Regions from separate parts of the Mus musculus genome. Here regions 2, 3, 4, 5 and 6 are each linked to region 1. The links are chromatin contacts, called in public ChIA-PET, Hi-C, HiChIP or PLAC-seq and promoter capture Hi-C maps. All regions are on one chromosome and are shown on one strand. The core of a region is the stretch at or near the end of the contact, and the rest is flanking DNA. Distances in the headings are between cores, read along the strand shown.

Region 1 (3,585 bases), core at 637-3,136:
AGGTGGATGTAGAGAACCAACTCTACAAGGTGACATTGTCCTCTGCCCTCCACTCTTGTACTAAGTATAAGCGTTCCCACCTCTCTGGTCCCACCAACACATAATATACCTGACACCCACATAGTATACATGCCTGCAAAACACCCTTACACATAAAATAATAGTAATAATAATAATAAATGTTTAAAAAATAGCTTAACTCAAAGTACTATAAAACAACCATATATCATTGTGAACATATACACACAAAAGTCTAATCTTGCCTACATTTCCAAAAATTTTAAATCACTAAGCACCTGTCATCCTCCCTCAAACTCAAACTCCATTGGTTGGCTTAAAAAAAAAATCTGGCTAAGGGAAAAGATTTTTCACATGATATACCTATTCCTGTCCCAACTCTATTGTTCATAAGACACTTGTTTCCTATGTCAGCATTTCAAAGTTTGGTTTTTCTTTTTCATTTTGTTTCGTTTTCCTTCCTAAATTATCCTTCCATTCTTTCCACCTAAGCAGTTCTTGTAGTAATATTTAGGTGAAATAATAACAGCACAAATGTTATAAAATATTCATTTAAACTTGTATGCAAAACACTGTATTGAAGTGTTGGAGCCGAAAGTACAAGATCCTTGTTCTTACATGATTAGGCTAGTAGTGTTCAGGAAGTCACATGAGTAAACACACAACTACAAAAAGTAGTAAGTGCCTCGAAGGCAAAAGCAGGATTGGGCAGAAAAAGTAAGGAGCTAACTAAAGGGTGTCACTATCCAATGTTCAAAAAGCACTGACCTAAAACCTAGACCTGTTAAAAAGCTAGCATGGTTAAAGGAGAGAAATGACTCCAGATAGAGACACTTCACAGTATCTGGACAGGAACGTAGAGGAGCCCTTGCTCAAGGACAAGGTAGGGTTTTGAGAATGGACAGAATTGGGAGTCCTGCTTGGGGAAATAAAGAGAGACAAACTGCCTCATAATCCATGTTAAGGTGTTTGGGCTTTGTTCTGAAAATAAAAGATTTTTAAATAGTTCCACAGTCAGAATTGAGATTAACGCGTGAGCGAACGAACACACACACACACACAACCCTAAGACATTTATGAAAAAGTTCCTAGAACAGTCTTTAAAACAGTAAATATTATCTCTTTACCAAACTTTAATATTATAAAATCTTGTTATTATTCACGTTAGTGGCAAAACTTTACTATATTGTCTCGAGTATGGCTTCATATCCAGCTAGCTTAAGCAACTTCCCCTGAGTTTGAAAATTCATTACTAGACGAGTCAGGGTTGAAAGCTTAAGTGTTTATGATTCTGAGAGCTCCTTCCCACACCTGCTCAATCAATATTAGGAATTCCAACTTCACACAGCAGCTATGAGGTCAAAAAAAGCATCCAAACACAGAAATACAGACAAGCACTAGTTTGTATCATCTCTGACAGTCAGGAATCAACGGTGTTCCTTTTTTTTTTTTTTTTTTTAACACGCCATACTAACACCAATTCACTCTTTAGGGAGGAAATGCAGTGAAGATCGTCCGTTCTAAGTGCACAAACCCACAATCTCACTCCCGCCCGTGGGCGTGCTTGAGATCAACCCTCCCACTCGGCCGGAGTAGCCGTCCAGCTTGCTCGCGGGCTCTCCGCTGCTACCTTTCCTCTTCTTGGCAAGGGTTGCCTCCACCGGTAAAGGCCCGACCCAGCGCTCTTCATTCTCATCATCATTTTCTTCGCTCCCCGCCACTGCCAGGGCCGGTTCTCGCTCGCTCAGTTCCGTTTTTTCTGATCCCTCTGGGTCTCGGCGCCTTCTCCTCCTCAGCTGCGAATCGCTCCCACTCTCGGTCGCCATGTCGTCCGAGGCGTTAGAAGAGACGCGACGACCGAGTGAACTAGGTTTCCCCGAGCCGCGGCGCAGCTTTTGTCCGTCAGCTGCCGGAAGCGCTTTTTGATTGGCTGCGGTGGGCGCAGCTGGTCCAATCAGCGAGCAGCGCGCGTAAACAGCGCGGCTTGGCTGTGTTGACGAGAGCGCTGAGGAGGCCGGAGGACTGAAGTGAGTTGAAACCGGCTCTGACTGGCAAAGGCCCCAGTTTTCTGTCAAGGAGGATGGCAGCTCGCGGGTTTGGGGGACCCAGGTACCCCCTAGATCGGACGCTTACGCCTTACGAACTGGAGGTCTCGCGCTTCTCGGCCTCTCGGGCCAATGCTGTTCTAGAACCTACCTGTTTTTTCCCGAAAAAGCCGAGGGGCGGGGTTGGAAGGAACTTTTTGTTAAAAAGAATGAAGTAGATTTCTATCAGCTAAACTATATATTGAAATTACTGTAATTTATAAGGTGGCCTCCCATTTAGAATATTCTTTTTGACTTGGAATGTGTATGTATGTGACGCGAGAAATTCACGAAGGGCCTGCGTGTTACGTTCCCGCGTCTCCACCTGCCTGCTCTATGTTTGACGATTAGCATATAGTCTATGAGCCTTTGCTATTTCTGGATCTTTATATTTCTGTATAGGTCTAGAATTTCCTCATCAAGTGCGACAGAGTTTTTGTCGCCTTTAAGATGTTAATTAAGATAAAAGAGGACAATTTGGGGGGAGTTGACATCTTCGCGTTATTGACACCTTTAACCTAGGAGCATGCTACCGTGTTCTGTCTATTCCAACAACAAAGCTGCATCCTGTACCACTTCTCCGTTGGTAATTTACAGGTTAAGCAATTTAAGACTTAAAAATTCCTTATGAGTAAAAAAATACATTGGGGCGGTGTTTATTCTGATTTACATCTGATGTTGTAAACTACAGGTCCTCTCTACATCCTTAAAATTACCTAACTGTACCTCATGATACACTATCATCTTTACAACAGCCATCTAGTAACCTTGCCCTGGATGACTATATTCATTAATATGCTATCTTTTGTTGTTTTAATTGGGCCACTAGTTAGTAATTTAAAGTGGGCTACTATCCAAAGTTGCTTTATATTCTTTGAGTTTTCTTAAAGACAAAAACAAAAAACAAAAAAAACCAACATTCTGTAACCTTTCCCCCTCTCCTCTTAAAATTTTGTTTGTAAACCTTATAGCCTTTATGTGATAAGCTATTTCTCTGAACCCTGACCCCTTCTGAGATAGGATTTTTCTTTTATGTCCTGACTGTCCTTGAAAGGACAGAGATTCGAATGCCTCTGCTTCTGCTTCCCAAGTGCTGGGATTAAAGGCAGGGGTCACACCACCTGGCTGTATCTGCTCTTAAAATTCAAATTCCTTGATACTTCCTCACAGTGGATCACCTTAGGTTCCATTTCACTTAGTTGGAAGAAGTAATTCAAACACACCTTCCACAAGCTCTTACCAATACATCTCCTCACCTACCTGAATTTTGCACTCTTGTTTTTCTACTGACTCTCCTGTTACAATGGAACTTTTTAAAATTTAAATCCATTCTTCATTAGGTGGACACTTAGTTGATTACATATCTGGGCTATTGTGAATGGTGCTATAGTAAACAAGATTGTAAACATCTTTTTAACATGCTAGTTTCCTTTGGATATATATCTAATAGTGGAATTACTGGATCCTGTGGTAGTTCTGTTTC
Region 2 (3,585 bases), core at 390-2,889, 450 kb before region 1:
TGGAGATAACCAAGTATCATGGTATTCTCCGAACACATACAAGATAAAAGGGGGAGGGGAGCACTATTAAAACATTGAATATCTTCCTCTTTTCTTATCTTTTGTTTTGTTTTTTGAGACAGTTTCTCTCACCCAGAAAGCACTGGCCACCAGGGTGGGCTTGAACTCAAGAGATCCCTGGCTCTGCCTTCTAGAGTGCTGGGATTAAGGCGCCTGGCAACGCGCCCAGCTAGAATAAATGAAAATTTAATAATCACCTGCACCAAGTGAAAAGAATACTGATAGGCAGTCACTGTTTTATTTCAACTTTTTTGAATGCATAACATTAAATAGTCACATCCGTAAGAAATCAATTTGTAGCCATTCTGCTACTTACAGAGAGTAGAGAGATATATTGTTCTGTGTGCATGACTATGAAATAAGCCAAAATCTTTTCCCAAAAAAATCGTGGACAACTTTTCCTTCAAATAATTTTAGCATAAAGAACAAAATACCGTGGCCCTTAGTATTTTCTTAAAGTTTATGAGTGTGAGAATGTTACGAACGGTAAAACCATTACAAGTTATCCGATTAGTGAATACTGCATAAGGGAAATTTACCACTTCAAGTACACTGCCTAAGAAGCGAGCGCTGGATTTTAAACACATGTACACAGTAGTGATAATTCTGCACCGATTTATACTTTTTGAAACGTCTGAGCCAGCGTGACCTTCTTGGAGAAGGAAAATTCAGGCTGTTGCCAAAAGGAGAGATTGACGTGATCTTTAAGATCGTGAATATGGGCTCGGTTAGAAAAACCAAAACGATGGTAAATGTCTAAGATCACCCCGGAGAACAAAAACAGCCCCGATTCCATGTTGTCATCCGCTCGCTCCCTCAGCAGCGCTAGCAGCCTGACATTAAGACCTAGAGGTCCGGGCGTTGGCGTTGCTGGCGTTCTCCACGATTCTCCCAGTGCAAAAAAAAAAAAAAAAAAAAGAAACGTTATAGGCATTTGCCATGAGGACTGTCGCCGGCCCACCTGCGGCCATCTTAAGTTCGGGGGAAACCAAAGGCCCGGGGCACCCAACTCGAAGGCCGGGCATCAACCACAGTCCCGGAGGCTCGAGAGAGGAAGGCACCCCTAAGTCCTCTGCAGGAACCCCGCGTGGAGCTCAATTAACAAAACCTCACCGCGGAGAGGCCCCGCGGCCGGCCGGGTGCCCTCATCAAACATGGCCGCCTAGGGAAGCGCGCCGTCACGTGACGCCCGCGCTCGCCCCGTGCCTCCCTCGGCGCCCGAGGTCTGGATGGCGGCGCGCCCCTCCCCCCGCCGGGCTCCAGCACTCACTCTGGGGGGTAGAGCCGTAGCTCCTCGATTTCTCCTAGGAAGGAAAAGAGCGTCCTCATCTGCTCGCTGGTCACCGCCGACGAGAGGTTCGTCACCTGAATCACCGTCGTAGGGAAGAGGCCGAAGCCTAAGCCCAAGCCGAAGCCGCCGCCGCTGTTCATCCCGGCCTCGCTGCTGCTGCCTTCCCGCTCCCCAACGTCCACGACGCGTCAGCGACGGAGCCTGGGAAGCAGAGGCGCGCGGCCGCGAGCGCGCTCCCGAGAGCTAATCCTCCGCGCCCGGGCACGTCTAGCCGCCCATCGCGCAACTCTCCTGCTCCGGGGGCTGCGCGCGCCGGCCGGAAGCGTCGCCCTGGCAACGCGGCGGCTCCCCGCGGGTCCTGGCGGCCGCAGCCCTGGGGTCAGGTCGCCGGGACTGTTGCTAGGCGTCACTAGGTCTTCAGAGAGGTTTACCTGCTGCTGCAGTGAGGGTTGCGGAGGTTGTGCCTACAAACTCCATCACTTCTCGATGCTTCTGTCAGTTAAGCAGCTCGGCTCTTTCTCCACATCAGGCGGAGGAACCCAGAGGCCTGGGCTGCAGTGGTAAAGGGACAATGACATCTGGACATTATACATTAATACCTGACCAAACAATAGCTTCATTATTAAATACAGGCTGCAACCCCGCTTAACCTATTTTCAAAATTGGCAGGCACCCTGATTATGAGAATTCTTGGAAATTTTCACACCAATTATGGAGGTTAGGGTAAATGAGTGAATGAAAGGCTTTGCTGTCAATTTATAACATGCAATTTATTTACTAGCGGGCCCTAATATCTATACTTTTAGACAAAGGCAGGTAAAAGACACAAACTGTCTACATGCAACTTGCACCTTAATACTGCGCAATCATTTTCAACCAGAGCAGCTATATCCAAAGTTCATGGTTCAAGTCCATTCCTGTGGGCCCACAATATAAAAACTTATTGGGGTCCTGGAGTTGCTCTACAAAGCACACAAACATCAAACTCAGTTAAACAGGGATGGTTTATATAACTCACACCACAAGCCTGATGGACCAGGGCAACAGCTCAAAAAGCTGAGCGCTGGATATTTCTTAATGGCCATCTTCTAAAGGTTAAAACCGCTCAAACCACAGTGGGCTCCAATGCAGGTGCTGGAAGGGCTGCCTGGTAGTCAGCCCTCACTCAAGCCATTTTAGACGTGACAGTTTATATTGACCTTTAATTTGATGGGTCCTACATGAAGCCTACAGTTGTGGAATTTCTTAAGATTAACAAACCTCATAACACACAGAACAGAACAGGGTATGTGATCAGCATGACTCTGTTCTGAGTCAAGTTATTTTTCTGTGTCAATGACTGGCAGGCACACTACAGCAACATATGAAGTAGCTAGCAGACATGGAACGAAATGGCTACAGCTATGCTGGGGGAGGGAGACCCCAACACATGTACTAATTATTAAGACTTTGTTGCCACAGGGCGGTGGTGGTGCAAGCCTTTGATCCCAGCACTTGGGAGGCAGAGGCAGGTGGATTTCTGAGTTCGAGGCCAGCCTGGTCTACAGAGTGAGTTTCAGGACAGCCAGGGCTACACAGAGAAACCCTGTCTCAAAAAAACAAAAGAAGAAAAACAAAAACAAAAAGACTTTGTTGCTCTTTTCACCTTTGTTCTGATGGTCTTAAAGCAACAGTAGAAATGAGGGTGTAGTTACATTGGTAAATGTTTGCCTTGCTTACTTGAAAGCCCAGTGTTGAGACATTAGACCCGAAACTGGCATAAACCTGTAATCTCAGCACTGGGGAGATCAATGGATGGACAGATGGATGATGGATGGATGGGTGAATATAATGGTAGGTTAAAGGGCTGGCACCTGATTGGGAAGCAAGGCAACGTTTGTAAACTCTGAGTTTCTGTTGTTTATATTCTTAATCTCTACCCACTCACACTACACTAAATGTAACTTTAAACTAACTCCCTTGTAAAGGAGTACAACATTAAACGTACAATGTATCTTTCTCATATTTTGTGCTTTGTGAGACAGATTCTCACTATGTAGCCTTTATTGACCTAGGAGTTACTATGTGTATCAGACTGGCCTTGAATTCATAGAGATCCACTTTTCTCCCAAGTCCCGAGGAATTAAAAGTGTATGTATTATTAAATGTATTATTTATTTGTTTGTTTGCTCATTTGGTTTTTCTTTTTTTTAAACAGGGTTTCAGGCTGGAGAGAGGGCTCAGCGGTTAAGAGC
Region 3 (3,585 bases), core at 567-3,066, 430 kb after region 1:
TTGGAATTACTTACTGACTGGCTCTTTCTGGTAGTTCAGGGAGGTGAGAGAGAGCTACCTACTTACTGGCCACTGAAAACAGAGATTAGGTTCTTAATTGTTATTTGCCTTAAGGCTGGGGGTAGGTGGGTTACTATAAGTGTAGTTGCTATGCAGAAACTTTGAGACTACATTTAAAAGACAGTTTGTAGTTAGAGTAACTTAACTAAATAATCTTTGAGTTTTAATATGCTTTTATTTTACTTGTTTATATAGTTTTATATCTCTAAAATGGTATATGCTCATACATGCAAGGTAACACCAAAAATCTTAGTTTGAGAAATTCAGAATGTCCTCCTTTAAGATTTAAAAAATTTTTAAAAGATTTATTTATTTCATGTATGTGAGTACTGTCACTGTCTTCAGACACATCAGAGGAGGGATTCCCATAACAGAGGGTTGTGGGCTACCATGAGGTTGCTGGGAATTGAACTCAGGATCTCTGAAAAAGTAGTCAGTGCTATTAACCGCTGAGCCATCTCTCTAGCCCAAGATTTAAAAGTTGTATGTGTTATAAGCATTTGGTCTTCATGAACGTATGCGTACACATAGTAGGTCAGATTTCTTGGAACCAGAGTTCCCCATGGCCGGGAGCCACAGTATGGGTGCTGGGAACTGAATGCTGCTCCTTGCAAAGGCAGCAAGTGCTCTTAACTGCTGAGTCATCACACCAGCTCCAGTCTCACACCTTTTCAACACACAAGGCAACTGAGACATTTGTTTTATCAAGTGCCATGTATCATCTGGCAAACTGGTCAGCTGGTTCTATCTCTTCTCATTCTGTTAATATTTTCACATTTAAACTTTAGAAAACTGAGAAATTTTCTTGTAACAAACAAGGAAATTAGTAGAAACCAATTTACAAACCAAGCACCATCCTCCTAGGCAGTGTGCCATTTCACGTCCAGCATGTGACAGACTGTTCCATCATGTGACAGACGACTGGGGTGGAAACTTACACTGTCTGCAAGCTGCCACTGCTCCCTGTTGTCATACAGGAGATACTTCTCCCGGAAATGTCTGAGAGAATGGGCTTTAGGAAGCTCTTGTACATGACATTAACAGAACAACTGAAATTTCAGTTCAAGGTTTTACACACACACACACACACGCACACGCACACACGCACGCACGCACGCACGCACGCACGCACGCACGCGCACACGCACACGCACACACACCCCTGGGAAGAACTTTAGCATGTGGATTGCCATGAGTGGCCAAGGTCACTGCATTCCTCCTTGTGCATTTCGTTTTCATAAGGAGCTTCCTGGTCAGTGCACAGGTGTCCGCACAGCCAGGGAGGCTTCTGCCTCACGTTTCGGGGGTCACCTTGGTTCCGAGACCCCGCGGCCGGCTGCGGTGGAGAGTGTGGAACACAGAGGCCAGCAGCTTCTGGACCGGGACCGGGCGAGAGCCACAGAGCCTCTGAGGCGGCGCCATTTCCGGCTCCAGACAACCGGCCACCTTCCTGGTGAGAGCACAGGGGTCCACCCGGCCCGAGAGGCTTCTGCCTCACGTTCCGTGGGGGCCACCTTGGTTCCGGGACTCCGCGGCGGGCGGTCTGCGGGTGAGAGTGTGGAACACAGAGGCCAGCAGCTTCGTTTTCATAAGGAGTGCTTCCTTGGACTCATAATTAGATTAGGCTCTACCTAACACCACTAGGAGAGAATAAAAATAAGCATTGAACTCTACACGGACTTTGGTTTTGAAGTTACCTGGTCCTCGCGGGAAGTTCCCTTCTTTGGCTGTTGCTTCCGCAAAGCTTCATACTTCTGCTTTTCTCGCCTGTACTCTGCAACAGCGCCATCTGGGGCAGCTTCTTCCTCTGTGGAACAGGAGCATAATCTCAGGGGAGGGCACACGTACAGATTCAGGTTACCAGGGAGGGAGCTCAAACTAGGGCTTGCTTAAAGCAAAACAAAGACAAAATACAATCCAGAGATCTACCAAAGTCTATTATTTTCTCGGTTACAAAGTGACAGGCACTAAATTTGTCAGGCTTTGCATTTTTTCTATACTGTATCATTTTATTTTTCTTCTATGCATTCTCTTAGGCTGACTGTAAAATAATTGATCTCACTAAAAAATAGTTTAGATTTTTCTAAAATCCAGCAGTACTATTTTATATTGTTTCTATCCTTATAATATACATTTTCAAATATTTGTTGAGGTTTCACTAATTCACCACCTTTGCTTCCACTCCAGTTAAAATAACAAAGATAAACTTCAGGTTGACGATAAGTAGAAAATAAATACACCTGCCAAATTAAGTCAAGACAGCAGCAGAAGGAGAAAAATTAATTTTAATAAGTCAGAATTTAGACAATAAATATACACAAGCAGCAGTGCAATGAACAAACAAAACAAGCCAACAACACACAGTTAACAGTAGCCGCAACACACATGCTTAGTATCCACTTGGCTGGGATGGCTGTATTTGCCATATAGAAAATGATTCTTACAATAGATTTCTAAGGATTACTTTCACATTTTCCCTTGAATTACATCCTTGACTGTCAGTCTTATTCTCCTGTAAAAGTTACACTTGCACTATCCTGGGATCTAGCATGTGGATGTGCAGTCAACTCCCACCTGTGAGCCTACATACAGTGTCTCATACCTGCTGAGTGCATGCTCCACCAGTGAGCTGCTCACATCCTGTCGGGAACACACCCCTTCCCAGCCTGGCATCCCACTTCTTTATTCTGTCTATCTCAAAGTGGTTTTTTTTTTTTTTTTTTTTTTTTTTTTCCTCTTGGAGCTCACCTTGCTCTCTCAACTCCCTACCTTTTGTTGTTTCTTCTTTAAGACACACTAAAAACAGTCTATCTCTCCATTCCCCAATTAATCTCCCTGCCTAGTTCCTGTTCCCTTTGAAGTCTCAGCCTGGCTGGCACTTGGTCCACACAGACTTTCTGGTTACAGTCATAGCGTCTGGTCAGGATGTTCCCCTGAGCTCCTAGACTGGCCCTTAGCACTTTGCAGACTTTATGGTAGTTTACTGTTTACGTTTCTTTTCCTACTCGGGGACATTAAAATCCTGGAGGAAAAGTTCTGTCCCCAGCACTTAGAGCAGAGCTTGGCGAGTGATCCATGCTGATAAATAATGAGTCAAGTGGAAGAGAGAACACTGAAACTAGAGAGGGCAAGTGAAAAGGAGGCAGGTCAGTCTGGCCCCAGACACACACTGCTGGGGCAGAACTACCCTGCCATCTGAGAGCTTCTGCTCTGCCACCTCAGGGAATCAGTTAGATCTACTTTCTGACATTTTCTATGGCAGCATTTTGAAGTTCCAATGCTAATGAATATCCTCAGAACCAGCTAGTGCTAAAAAGGACAGGTCCTTACATTTTTTAGCTACGAGACACAAAAGCCTTTGTGGTGAGAACTTTAATCAGTGATAGATATGTCGAGCTACCATTGCTACAGCTAAGTCAAGTTAATATTCAGTCATGTTTATTTTAATGACTTTAACATGATCCCTTGATTATACTTTTAAGAAGTGTTTACAAAATAGACTAGAAAAATTTAAATAGGAAAGTC
Region 4 (3,585 bases), core at 812-3,311, 390 kb after region 1:
TCTTGCCCTCTCGTCCTCCCACAGGGGCATGACACTATTTGCTGTGGTTGCTATAAGAGACTTGAAAGAGTCTGGAGAAGTGGGAAATAACCACTACTCAGACCAGAAGTAATTCTTGTGTATGGGATGTCTGGTGTATTTAAAGAGCAGCAAAGTGAGTCAAATGTACATTTGACTTTCCACTATGCCACACTACTGGCTTTTAAATAAAATTCTCCCGGTGTCTACTTCTATATCCTTGGGGAAAAGAAGTCCAGGAAAATAAGTTGATCCCAGGGCAAATAAAACCATATTGTCAAGGAAAAAACAAAACAAAACAAAACAAAAAACAACCCAGAATGTCTTCTTGTGGGTATAGCTTGTTCTGCCAAGAGAAGGGTATCTAAGAGAACAAACACTCTAATCTTGGTGTTGATTAGCTTTTTGAAAAAGTAACTTGCTATCTGCTAAATCTCCTTTCTATAAGAGAAGGGCCACAGGAAGCAGATATGAAACACCTGAATCACACTCATTGTTTTAGAGAAACCAACTGGTGTTCTACTTGACAAATAAGTGACTTGTTCAGCCTTGGAGTACTGGGCGAGACTTATCAAGATCATTAATTACATTTCCTGTCTTGCATTAGCAGTGTTTGGGGGTGGGGTGTATAGTAGTCCTGGGAACATAGACCAGACAAAGGTCCTACTATCATCTTAGGTTCTCAGGCTGATTGAATCAGACTTCGTGCAGCTTCTGTGAAAAATTTTACCATCAAAGGATAGACTGAGTTTGCCTAGGAACTCATTTCATAAAGGAGTCTTTAGGGCGATGTGACTCCTAGGAGAGCAAAGACATTAAATCAATGTTTACAGTTTGAGAGTCTCAGATCTGATAGGTGTTTCTCATTCTTTAGTTTCTGCCTTTGGACAGCAGCACCTGTCCAGGGCTGATCTTCAGGGAAGTGAAAAACAAAACCAAAGCATCACAATTAGTTGGGGGAGCTTAATAAGCAACAACAGCAACAACAAAATCAACAACAACACAACGACAGGCCCTGGACCCCTACCCAAACTTGTCCCGAGTGTGGGAAATTAATGACAATAGGATCCCTGACCCCTTCATCTCCCCAGGGTGACTGCAATACACGAACACATTTCTACTCTTACATTCTGTGTTCTTCTAGGGTGTTTGTAGGGGCTGGTATAACTTTAATTTTTTTCAAATCCTATTTTTAATGATGGTTCTTAATCAATTTAACCTCCCCTGTAGCCCACCACCCACCAGAGGTAGTATGAAAGAAAGGACAAGGGATGGGGGTAGGGCTGAGTGGATCTGTTTGGAAAGGTTCTTTGGAGCAACTCCCATCTGAGTTGTCTGAAAATTGGCAGTTCAATTCACAGGTTGGTAGCGGCAGCTTGATCCACTTGCAAACATCTCATGGATACACCAGCAATCCAGTTCAGTAGAGTCAGGTTAGCAACAGCAGTAACATGACCTAGCAGACAGCCAGGCCGAGGGACCAACAGGAACACCAGGAGACGTTCTCAGGTGTGCCTCTCCCAGGGAAGTGAAGATCAGTGAAGACTCGGGACCCACGAGCATTGCTCAGCTAGCTGTACCAGCAAGCCACGCTCTGTCTCCATCACTCCGTCCAATCCTATTTATGCCCTCCAAACATCATGTGTCCTCTGTGTGTCGTGCCTCAGCACATGCATCCAATCAGCCCAAGTCCTTGGAGTCCCGACAAGGAGAGCTCAACTATGCAATATAAGGTGGACCAATCAATACATGCAAGCCGTTAGCAAAGAATCCTTCATCACGAGTCTCTTCATGTGTTTGTTTTAGCAGAACATTCTCTTGATGTCTGCTTCAGTGAAACGTTCCTTCATGAGTCTACCTTAGTCTTTGATCTGTGTCCACTTTAGGAAAACCCTCCTTCACCTGTTTGCCCCAGCAAAACACCATCTAACACAACAGACTCTCCCAAAAACCCTTAAGTTTCCACTTCAGGGTTGGGTGGTGTGGGGGTGTGGAGAGAGAGTACAAAAATTTTGAACAGAGCTTAGTCTCTCTGAAAGGCTTTTCCTTTCACTATTTTTTGTTGTTTTGGGTTTTTTTTTGGTTCTGGGGCTTGAACCTGGGCCATTGCACACGGGAGGCAACTCTCTAGCATCGAGTGGTATTTCAAACTATGAAAAAAATTGTTTTGCTTTTCTTTTTTTTTTTTTTTTCCCTTCATTTAACAAGCAGCACGTGTTGGGAGAAAACTCTCAGTGTGTGTCTAAAGGGCACCCAACTGGTTGTGTGGGCTGATAGGCTTGGAGCTGAAAATGCTGGAGATGGCACATATGCAAAACCACAAATTCCATAAATACTCAGGATGCTCTTTAGTAAGCCAGGGCACCCATCCTGTGTGTTAGTTTTCCCGCACTATGACAAATACCTGAGGTGAATCAATTGGAGAGAGGGAAGGTTTATTTTGGCACAGGATTTCAGAAGTGTTGGTTCATGGTTACTTGGTTACACTGTTGTGGAACATGGTAGCAAGTCAGGCCATTGTGGGAGCACGGAGGCTGCTAACCTCAAAGACTGTGGAAAGGAAAAAGGAGATAATATCTCCTTCAAGAGCATACTTTCCATGACATTACTTCCTTCCACAAGGCTGATGCCCTAACCATCTACCACCTTCCTTTAGTGCTGTAGGCTAGGAACCCAGCTATGAAGAGACGGGCCTTTGGGGGACATTTAAGATCTCAACTGTGGCACCATCATGGTGCTAACTCTAATAAACTGAAATCCTTGTTTGTGTCTAAAGGTAAGCCTGATTCTTATCAAATAAGAACATTTAAAAAAATTCTGTAAATAAGTATCTAAGTCAAGGCCTGTGATCTTCAAACTTTTAGAAATCAGACCTTTAAATCACACAAGTAAACGCTTGTCCTCACTCAGCCTTTAAGGTCTGCCTATAAACAGGCTTTTCAAATTCTAATTTGTTAAGCCAAATAGGCACTGTGCAGTTTCTCATAATCTTACTGCATCTAATTATGCTTTATATTTCTTAGCTCGCACTGCATACTACATGAAAGCAGATGCCATTATAATTTACCCTTTTCACCGGCTATTCCTCCCCGATAGTGTGAATCTAGTACCGAATTGCTCTGGGAGCCAGAGCTCATGGATTTGCTTTCTCTGTACCTGCTAACTGTAGGTCTGGCAGCAGGCTCGGAATGGAGGCTTTGGGGGATCCCTCTTGGTTTCCTCCTGTGGTGGGACTGCCAGCAGCTGCTTTCCCAGGCCTTGCTGTCTGTCTCCAGCCTTGGGGTGATATGCATCTGACTCCCCTGTCTAGCCCATCACGACTTCCTGTTCTTGTTCTGTAATGTTTTTCAGATCCGCTTCTTCCTGTTGCCTTCCCAGCCTTCTGTTTCAGGCTTTAATTACCTCACATGCACCTGCACTCTCCTAAGATCAAGATCCTCTTTCCTGTCTGCAGCTTTTCCTCTCACTGTTACTCTTCCTTCTCTTCACACAGCATCTCTTCCCGAAGCATCGTCGTTTCCATCCCACACCTCGTGCAGCAGCTCCCAGTTGCATCCAGTCCAGGTC
Region 5 (3,585 bases), core at 503-3,002, 390 kb before region 1:
AACTCATTTTGGTGAATGAACGTCCTTTTGATTTTAAGAACTCATAATAAAAATATATATTTACAACCTCCTATAGTTCATCTAGTCAAGGAATTATTTCATATGAATGTGTAATATTTTTCAGCCTATCTTGATAATAAAATTGAGCAATGTAATCAATATGTAAACAAAATCAAAATTTCAAGGGTCGGTTCCTTTATTTCAAATGTAAACATTTACTTTTATATGTATGCCTGTGTGTGTATGTGCATTTGACTGAAGGTGCTCAGAAGTCAAAGGTATCATATCCCCTGCAGCTGAAGTTAGAGTGAGCTGCCCAATGTGGGTGCTGGGAACCAAGCGTGGGTCCTCTGTATCTCTCCACCTCAAAGACCTGTTTATAAAGTGGTAATCTCTCCATGTGTGAGGTGGTTGTTTAGAACAACGAAAAGGAAACTGTTCATATCTACTAAAGCACAAGTTTAAAAGGAATTTGAAAATAGTTGTAAAAAAGCTCTTTATAAAGAAGTCAACTCTAGCCAACTCAAGGGTCTAATGTACTCAGACATACCCACATATCGATTAAAGATAGTTTATTGTTTTTAGAAATAGGGCTCAAATGGTTTAGGAACTCCAACCTCAAGGTACTTGAGTCTTAGTTCCTTAATGTGTAAAAAATAATGTTAGACAGCCTTTGAAGTACTTTTTATGGGGCTATTACTACAACCAACTGTTAAACAGCTAAGTAACAACTGCCTAGTACCTAAGCAACTGTTAAATAAAGTACTCAATCGTTTTTAAGTATCCTTATAAACCCAAGCTGGCCAAGAGCCACCTTGGTAGTATCATTAGCTCTATGAAAGCAACCGTCTGGATAAGCATTTGGCAGAGATAGCGCAAGCTGATCAGGCACAAGTCGCAAGAGTTGTGTGATGACATAGGTGACAATTAGCTGGCGAAAGTTGGGGAAAAGCACTTAATATTTATCATTCTGGAATAGATAGGAATAAAATAATGTTTATATAGTATAAATCGTATATATCAGGAACTATGCAATGTATTATATGCAAAATCCTTCATTGGCCTCACTACAATTCAAATTTGTCTATATAAATGGATAAAATTAAGCACACAAGGAAAATGTATCTAGGAAATACTCAATAGAAATGGAATTATAATCTAGAATTATATCCCTTTAATGTACATGCCCTTACAAACAAACTCTGCATGGGAGTGGAGAGGACCTACCAATCTCTTTCTTTAAAAATGGGAAATAAGAACAACATTTTAGAAAGGCAGTTATAAATTTTGCTTTCAGAATGTTTCAAAAATGTGACATCCAATGAAATTTACTTCCACAAAGTTAATACATCTTACTTAGGTGATTTCTAGTCTTAATGCCTCCCCCTCTTAACATCTAACCTTTTTGATTATTACTAACCCTTTTTATTATTACTAAGTGCTACAACTTTGGGCTGATTAATCGAGGATTCAATTAATGGAGGTCGCATCTCTGCCATTTTCATTTCTTCATCAGAAGAAAGTTCTTCAGATTCCTAGTTTAAAGAAAAAAGGGATAAATACGAGAATTAAACTTTGGACTCTTTAAATGAATTAATATATCATAAAAACATCACAGGGAAACGAAGCAACTGCTCAGACCATGTATAAAAGTGCCTGTTAATGGAAATGGTTGACAAAGCTGCATGACTCAACTTTTTCAAGTGCAGCAATAAACCTACAGTAGTACTGTAACCACAGATTAAAACTTCTCATGGATCATTTCTGGCTCTAAGCCTTATCACTGTATCAGTAGTTGTCACGTGCCAGAGTGTGAGGTTACTGGCAAACAAAAATGACCACAGCACAATCCTGTTTTTCAAAAATTCAACTTCTGGAGTCCCTCAACAGAGCCTTTGCCTAAGTGTTGAGTAGTTTCATAACTATATTTGGCTTCTACGATAGACTACTATTAATGTGAACTATAAATATTTTACCTATTTTGAAAACAGAATTGTTATTTTCCATGTTTATTTCCTGTAATACGCCACAGTTGTTGCAGATTACCTACTACTGAGTAGTGTCAGAAAAGAAAATGACTTGTTAGTCATCAACTATTAATAGAAATTTTAATATCATATGTCATGCAGGAAATGAGCTCTCTTGCCAGTTAAATCATTCCTACATACTAAGATGAAACTAAAGCAAATGCTTTACAAAACTTGTTCCTCTGAAAAAGAAACAAACAGTACTAAGGACTTTTATGTGTTTGTAAGTGCCACAGTAAAGATATGGATAGTGGAGAGATCACTCAGCAATTAAGAGCACTTGCTGTCTTGCAGAGGACAAAGGTTTATTTTCCAGCACCCACATGGTAGCTCTATTTCTTGGTGTACAAAAATACTATTTTAATGAAATAGTTTTCAATCTCTATTCATATCATTATAGATTTATTTTTATTTCTTGTGTATGAATGTTTTGCTTGAATGTATGACTGTGTGTGTGTGTGTGTGATAACCATGGAGGTTAAAAGAGGGTGTTGAGCCTCTGGAACTGGAGTTAAGGGAGAACCAGAGCCACCGTGGAGTTCAGCGAGGCACAGTAGCTCACAGCTATACACCTAGCATGCAAGAGGCTAAGACAGGAGGAGTATCACGAGTTACACCAGCTTGGGCTGCATAGTGAGCTCCAGGACTATCTGGGCTATGGAGACTTAGTCTCAGAAAACTGAGAGTTCTGTCTATGTTTAGCAGTCTCACTTATACCTGAGATATAATTCAATAGAATACTATTCAGACACCATAGAAATAAGATGCAGTTCTGAGAATTACCACAGTATGAACTTCAAGAGAATATGCCAAGGGAAGGAAACGATAAAAGACCACTTACTGAGCAGTAATAGACAAATCTATACAGGCAAAGTACTTACTAGTTGCTTAGAGCTGGGGGGGGGGGGCGTGCAAAGCCTTAAAGGGACAAAAAGGATGACATTTCTTTTTCTTTCTGTGGCTATACAAATATTCTGCAAGTAACTGTGGTGATGGTTTTACAACTTTGTAAATTGTTTAAGTCATTAAATTATATGCTTTCAATCAGTACACTTAGAGTTTATCTCTTTTTAAAAAGGCCTCCTGCCTTAAAAAAAAACCAAAAACAAAACCTACAACTTTTAATAGTAGAGATTATATTTAGGTTCTTAGACACTGAACAAGGGTAACATTCAATGATGAATGCTTATGTAAGTTAAATGATTGGGTATACCCATAATAGGTATTTTCTCTTGTCCCACCCCCCCTTTTTCACAGTGCTGAGGACAGAATCCAGGGCCTATGCCAGCTGAGGCACTACTACCACTGATCTACATCTTCAATTTTCATTTTGATGTTACAGAAATAAAACCAAGGACTGAGGATGCAAAAGACAGAACATGAGCCTCTCTTATGTACAACTAACTGAACTTGATTTCCATTACTGCAAAAAATAAAGACATAAAAGCAACTGTGATTATTCACTTTACATGACACATCATTATCTAATTTACTTACTAGTCATTTACTTACAAAGAGTTAAAAAAATTAAATTTCAAGTGATGAGTGATATTTTGGC
Region 6 (3,585 bases), core at 547-3,046, 310 kb before region 1:
AAAATAAAAATGAAAACAAAAACTCTAGAGACCAGGCCCTAATAACACAACAACATAAATACTGGAACGATTCTCCTTTTGAAATGTACTTAATGAAAGCCAAACAGCCAAGAACAAGTTGTGAGCTCACTTGATCCTGATCTTTAAAACCTACCTTTCTTCTTTTGAACTAAAGGAAGTCAACTCTTTTTCCTCAGGTTTCTGGTAATTATTCTGGTAATATCTGATTAAACACCAATTTAAGCTTAAGCTACATCTACCTATAGTTAATATTTATTTAAAATACAGTATTACCTGTCACTTCCCTTACCACAAAAGTACTTGGAGGCAGGGGGAGCAAATTAAACTTTAAAAGACACACACAATTGAAACACTACTAAGGGAAAAGACAGCAGGGTTTACTGCAACCAAAATTAGTTCTACCCATAAAGAAAACTCCATCGGTTCAGAAGCGTCCCTAGGTCTGACTGGTGGAATGTCTGCCATGCTTCACGAATTCCTGCCCGAACAGTCCGTACCTATCACTTATTAGGCAGAAGCAAACAAAAACAGATGGGCCAACACACATACAACTGCAAAACAGCGCCGCTTTTTCCGCACAGTGTGACTCTTCTGAAAATTTTAAGGGTTTTATTTCGCTTCCCTTCCAGTGTTGTTCCTATTCGGAACTGCATACAAGTCCTGACCAATCAACTACTTGCAGGTGTTTGGCGTTTTGTTTTGTTTTTGTAGCCATATCCTTCTCCGTCCTCATCCCTAATCTTTACGACATTCTGTTTCCTAGAACGCCAGTTTCAAGAAAAATCTAGCAGCTACTCTTCAATCAAGTAACCAAACAAGCACTGTTAAGCTACTGACTGAAAAGAACGCACGACTTACTACTACTACAAGCGGCGCCTTCGCTGTCCAGAAAAAGCAATCGGGAATGGCAGGCAGCCGGTTTCTAAAGTCCAAAGAACCAGACGTGTTCTACCGAAACGACCTCCGCGTAGGATTAACGCGAAAACCAAAACAATCGGCACCAACATAAACAAATGTGGCAGCCATCTCAGGGAGAGGGAATCAATCTCTCCCCGCAGCCAGAAGACTCAACTTTCTTCGGAAACAAAAGTTGCCAGCCTCAGCAACTTGATATACAATGTATACGTCCCGGAGCACTAAAACTTCTGGCCCTCCTGCTCAACAAAGGAACTCTTTCTTCCGATGGCTGAAAAACTTTTCGTCCCACCGCATTCTTACAATCCCCGTCTTAAAAAGAAAGGAATCCAGACGGTAGACGGGGCGAGGGGGAGAAATCAGTTCTACTATTCGGCGGCTAAAATGCCAAGGCACGGGAGAAAGAAGGGAGACGAGTCGGGCAGAGCGAGGTGGACTAAAGTACCGTCGCTTCCGGCCCACGAACTTGGCTCGACGCTTCCCGTAAAAGAAAGAAAAAAAAAGAAAGAAAAGAAATTACCTCTCAGGGTGTCTCAGGGCAGCCGTCCCGAGGCTCGGCTTGACATGGTTCCCTGCCCTTCCTCAGTGGCTCCGGGCCCCGCCGAGGCTCCCGTGAGGACGAGGCGGATGTGGAGCTGCCGCCCGGCCGGCCGCAGCAGTGCGGCTGCTCCGGTGGGGGCTGGGGTGCGGGCTGGCTTCCTGCTCGCGACTTGTGTCAGGAGTTTCCCAGCCCCGGCTCGCTTCTCCGCCGAAGGAAAAAACTTTTCACTCGTGACACCGCCCGGAATTGCCGTGCGAAACTCACTTCCTGCCTGGGTGAAAAGCAGGCTCCAGCTCGGGGCCCGGGAACCCGGAACCCCGGGGTGGCGCGCCGCGCCGCCGAGGGGGAGGGGACGGCGCCCGCCCCGAGCCGCGGAACCTCGCGCGGCCCACGGGGGGCGAGGACGCGGAGCTCGGCCGGCCTGGGCCGCACTAGGCCTCCGCCCCCACAGCCGCGCCGCGCGGGTATTGTCTCGAGTGCGCCGGCCGCGCCCTGCGCCCGCCCGGCCCCCGCCGCTCCGAGCCGGAGCCGACCGGCCGCGCAGGCTGGAAGGCGACCGTCCGTCGGGCGGTCCGACCGGCCGGCCCTGTCTCTGCCACTCGCGCTCGAACCCTCCGGGCTTCCCGCCGCCGTCCCTGCGCTCTCCTCCGTCCTCTTTCCCTGCGGTCGCGGCCGCGGCGGCGCGGTCTCCTCGGGAGCTCGCGGGCCCGCGCCGGGGGCCCAGGCTGCGTCGCGCGCCGCCGCGCCACCTTCACTCTCGAGCGGGAGACGGAGAGGGGAGGCGAGGCGGAGGAGAGAAAGGAGGAGGCGGACCCGGGCCGGGCCGGGGTGGAGGGAGTTTCTGCTTCACAGGCCTCGGCGGCAACAGCGCCACCGCCCCGGCGGCTAAGGGGGCCGAGGCTGCGCGCGGCGGCGGCGGCGGCGACGGGGGCGGGGCGGGCTCCCGCGGGGGCGCCCCAACCGCCCACAGCCAGGCGAAGGCCGGCGCGAGCCAGTCAGCGCGCACGGGGTCTACGCGGTCGACGTCGGCGGCGGGGGGCGCGGGCCGGGGGCCGCGGGCCGGCGGGGAGGCGCGCGGCGGGAGGCCCGCCACCCACCCTCCCGAGGCCCGGGCCGCCGGGCTCCCCTCCGCCCCCCACGACCCCGCGAGGCCTCCGCCGCCCGGGCCGATCGAGTTTCTTTGTACGACCGTAATTGGTGCAAAGAGGTTGTTCGAGTGCAGCCCCGATTTCCAGGCAGCAGGTATCTCTTTCAGCTGCAGCACTCCGACGCCTCTAATGGCACGCTCAGGTTGCAGGAAACCACCGCCGCTGCTCCGTGCAGCTTCTTCCCACGCCGGGCCGGCCTCCGAGCTTGCTGCAAGCGGCGACGCGGCCGGGGGCCCCTCCGAGGAGACAAAGCTGGTGCTGGGAGGCGGGGAGCGTGGCCCGCGAAATTGCCTCAAGACGGTGCCTTTGTTAGAGGAAACATTGGATGCACTCCGAGCGCCGCGAAGCCTTCCAGCCCCTACGCTTTCGGGCGTGCAGTCGTTCAGTCAGTCGCGCTGGCCCTGGTAGTTCTGCCTGGCAGGGTTTGCGTTTATTGCAGAGAGAGACTTAAGCATTCTGTCAACACATATGGCTTAGAAAGCTTCAACCATAACATTGCCGTTTTTACAGTTACTGCTTTAAGTATGTTAGCAGACAGAACATCCTTGTTTTACCCGAGGGAATGGAATAGATTCTGGGCAAACCATCGTCCACCCCCACTCTGCTGTATTAACTATGCACAGGGATGGTAATTAGCCTCTGGGTCCTTCAAGCCACTGGTTCAGTTCTTCCGTCTGTAGCCCAGAGATAATTATTCATCACCAACTTTGAATAAAAAGCTATATGCCTTACAGATGAGTTTTGGCTTGCATCCAAGGGAAAGAGTTCACGAAGTCCACCAAAGAATTATTTACTAAAGTTGAGTTCTACGCCAGAGACAAATACTTGGAATAATTCCAAAGATATTCAAATCATTTTGAATTGAAGTGGAAGCATTTTAACTACACCCAAAACTGCTAGAATTAACTAACACGAGCGTTAGATTCTTAGCCCGTAGAGGACAGTGGTACCAGGGTTTCA

The links. A called contact is a pair of places that touch in the nucleus more often than the background predicts. ChIA-PET counts read pairs in DNA pulled down with a chosen protein or histone mark. HiChIP or PLAC-seq counts read pairs in DNA pulled down with a chosen protein or histone mark. Capture Hi-C pulls out chosen DNA fragments and counts their contacts.
Region 2: a contact with region 1 is called in a promoter capture Hi-C map of liver. The contact joins the promoter of Srek1 here to the promoter of Ppwd1 in region 1. A contact is called at or near these places in 5 of 39 promoter capture datasets (the C10 cell line, erythroid cells, hematopoietic stem and progenitor cells and 1 more), 3 of 484 Hi-C or Micro-C datasets (CD4 T cells, CD8 T cells and macrophages), 5 of 115 datasets of contacts at active chromatin or transcription factors (bone marrow-derived macrophages, effector CD8 T cells, extraembryonic endoderm stem cells and 2 more) and 2 of 9 other capture datasets (adipose tissue and liver).
Region 3: a contact with region 1 is called in an H3K27ac HiChIP or PLAC-seq map of differentiating embryonic stem cells, with 4 times the contacts expected there. The contact joins the enhancer-like site here to the promoter of Ppwd1 in region 1. A contact is called at or near these places in 9 of 39 promoter capture datasets (the 3T3-L1 cell line, 3T3-L1-derived adipocytes, the C10 cell line and 5 more), 1 of 15 datasets of contacts at CTCF or cohesin (the NIH/3T3 cell line), 5 of 115 datasets of contacts at active chromatin or transcription factors (astrocytes, differentiating embryonic stem cells, neural tube and 2 more) and 1 of 9 other capture datasets (adipose tissue).
Region 4: an H3K27ac HiChIP or PLAC-seq map of regulatory T cell precursor shows a contact between it and region 1, with 3 times the contacts expected there. The contact joins the enhancer-like site here to the promoter of Ppwd1 in region 1. A contact is called at or near these places in 5 of 39 promoter capture datasets (the C10 cell line, hippocampal neurons, liver and 1 more), 3 of 115 datasets of contacts at active chromatin or transcription factors (bone marrow-derived macrophages, memory CD8 T cells and regulatory T cell precursor) and 3 of 9 other capture datasets (adipose tissue, embryonic stem cells and liver).
Region 5: a Hi-C map of pre-megakaryocyte-erythroid progenitors shows a contact between it and region 1, with 2.1 times the contacts expected there. The contact joins the enhancer-like site here to the promoter of Ppwd1 in region 1. A contact is called at or near these places in 1 of 39 promoter capture datasets (the C10 cell line), 3 of 484 Hi-C or Micro-C datasets (conventional dendritic cells, myeloid progenitors and pre-megakaryocyte-erythroid progenitors), 1 of 115 datasets of contacts at active chromatin or transcription factors (thymic regulatory T cells) and 1 of 9 other capture datasets (liver).
Region 6: a contact with region 1 is called in an RNA polymerase II ChIA-PET map of effector CD8 T cells, with 25 read pairs. The contact joins the promoter of Erbin here to the promoter of Ppwd1 in region 1. A contact is called at or near these places in 4 of 39 promoter capture datasets (the C10 cell line, liver and pre-B cells), 1 of 484 Hi-C or Micro-C datasets (pre-B cells), 3 of 115 datasets of contacts at active chromatin or transcription factors (effector CD8 T cells, embryonic brain and memory CD8 T cells) and 1 of 9 other capture datasets (liver).

The regions. Positions count from the first base shown.
Region 1 is chr13:104,226,958-104,230,542 of GRCm38.p6, forward strand. It overlaps Ppwd1 (peptidylprolyl isomerase domain and WD repeat containing 1), which reads right to left and starts at 1,887. Exons shown (of 11, transcript NM_172807.4): 1 at 1,649-1,887. The coding sequence starts at 1,844. It overlaps Cenpk (centromere protein K), which reads left to right and starts at 2,009. Exons shown (of 10, transcript NM_001377093.1): 1 at 2,009-2,045.
Region 2 is chr13:103,772,969-103,776,553 of GRCm38.p6, forward strand. It overlaps Srek1 (splicing regulatory glutamine/lysine-rich protein 1), which reads right to left and starts at 1,640. Exons shown (of 12, transcript NM_001361085.1): 1 at 1,331-1,640. The coding sequence starts at 1,491. Gm52054 (a long non-coding RNA gene) reads left to right here and starts at 1,649. Exons shown (of 4, transcript XR_003950659.1): 1 at 1,649-2,068; 2 at 3,549-3,585.
Region 3 is chr13:104,659,550-104,663,134 of GRCm38.p6, forward strand. It overlaps Cwc27 (CWC27 spliceosome-associated protein), which reads right to left. Exons shown (of 14, transcript NM_026072.1): 12 at 1,758-1,867. Among named protein-coding and RNA genes, the nearest start is that of Cwc27, 160 kb to the right of the region's middle. Within about 2 kb of position 1,817, at least 21 of the 459 cell types and tissues checked have an H3K27ac peak or open chromatin away from gene starts, as enhancers often do. A contact at or near this core is called in differentiating embryonic stem cells, where this site is marked.
Region 4 is chr13:104,620,035-104,623,619 of GRCm38.p6, forward strand. No RefSeq gene overlaps it. Among named protein-coding and RNA genes, the nearest start is that of Cwc27, 200 kb to the right of the region's middle. Within about 2 kb of position 2,062, at least 59 of the 459 cell types and tissues checked have an H3K27ac peak or open chromatin away from gene starts, as enhancers often do. A contact at or near this core is called in regulatory T cell precursor, where this site is marked.
Region 5 is chr13:103,839,734-103,843,318 of GRCm38.p6, forward strand. It overlaps Erbin (Erbb2 interacting protein), which reads right to left. Exons shown (of 26, transcript NM_001289473.1): 19 at 1,421-1,535. Among named protein-coding and RNA genes, the nearest start is that of Gm52054, 67 kb to the left of the region's middle. Within about 2 kb of position 1,753, at least 50 of the 459 cell types and tissues checked have an H3K27ac peak or open chromatin away from gene starts, as enhancers often do. A contact at or near this core is called in pre-megakaryocyte-erythroid progenitors, where this site is marked.
Region 6 is chr13:103,918,790-103,922,374 of GRCm38.p6, forward strand. Erbin (Erbb2 interacting protein) reads right to left here and starts at 1,797. Exons shown (of 26, transcript NM_001289473.1): 1 at 1,457-1,797. D130037M23Rik reads left to right here. Exons shown (of 1, transcript XM_006517803.4): 1 at 1-3,585. The coding sequence starts at 1,204. The coding sequence ends at 3,033.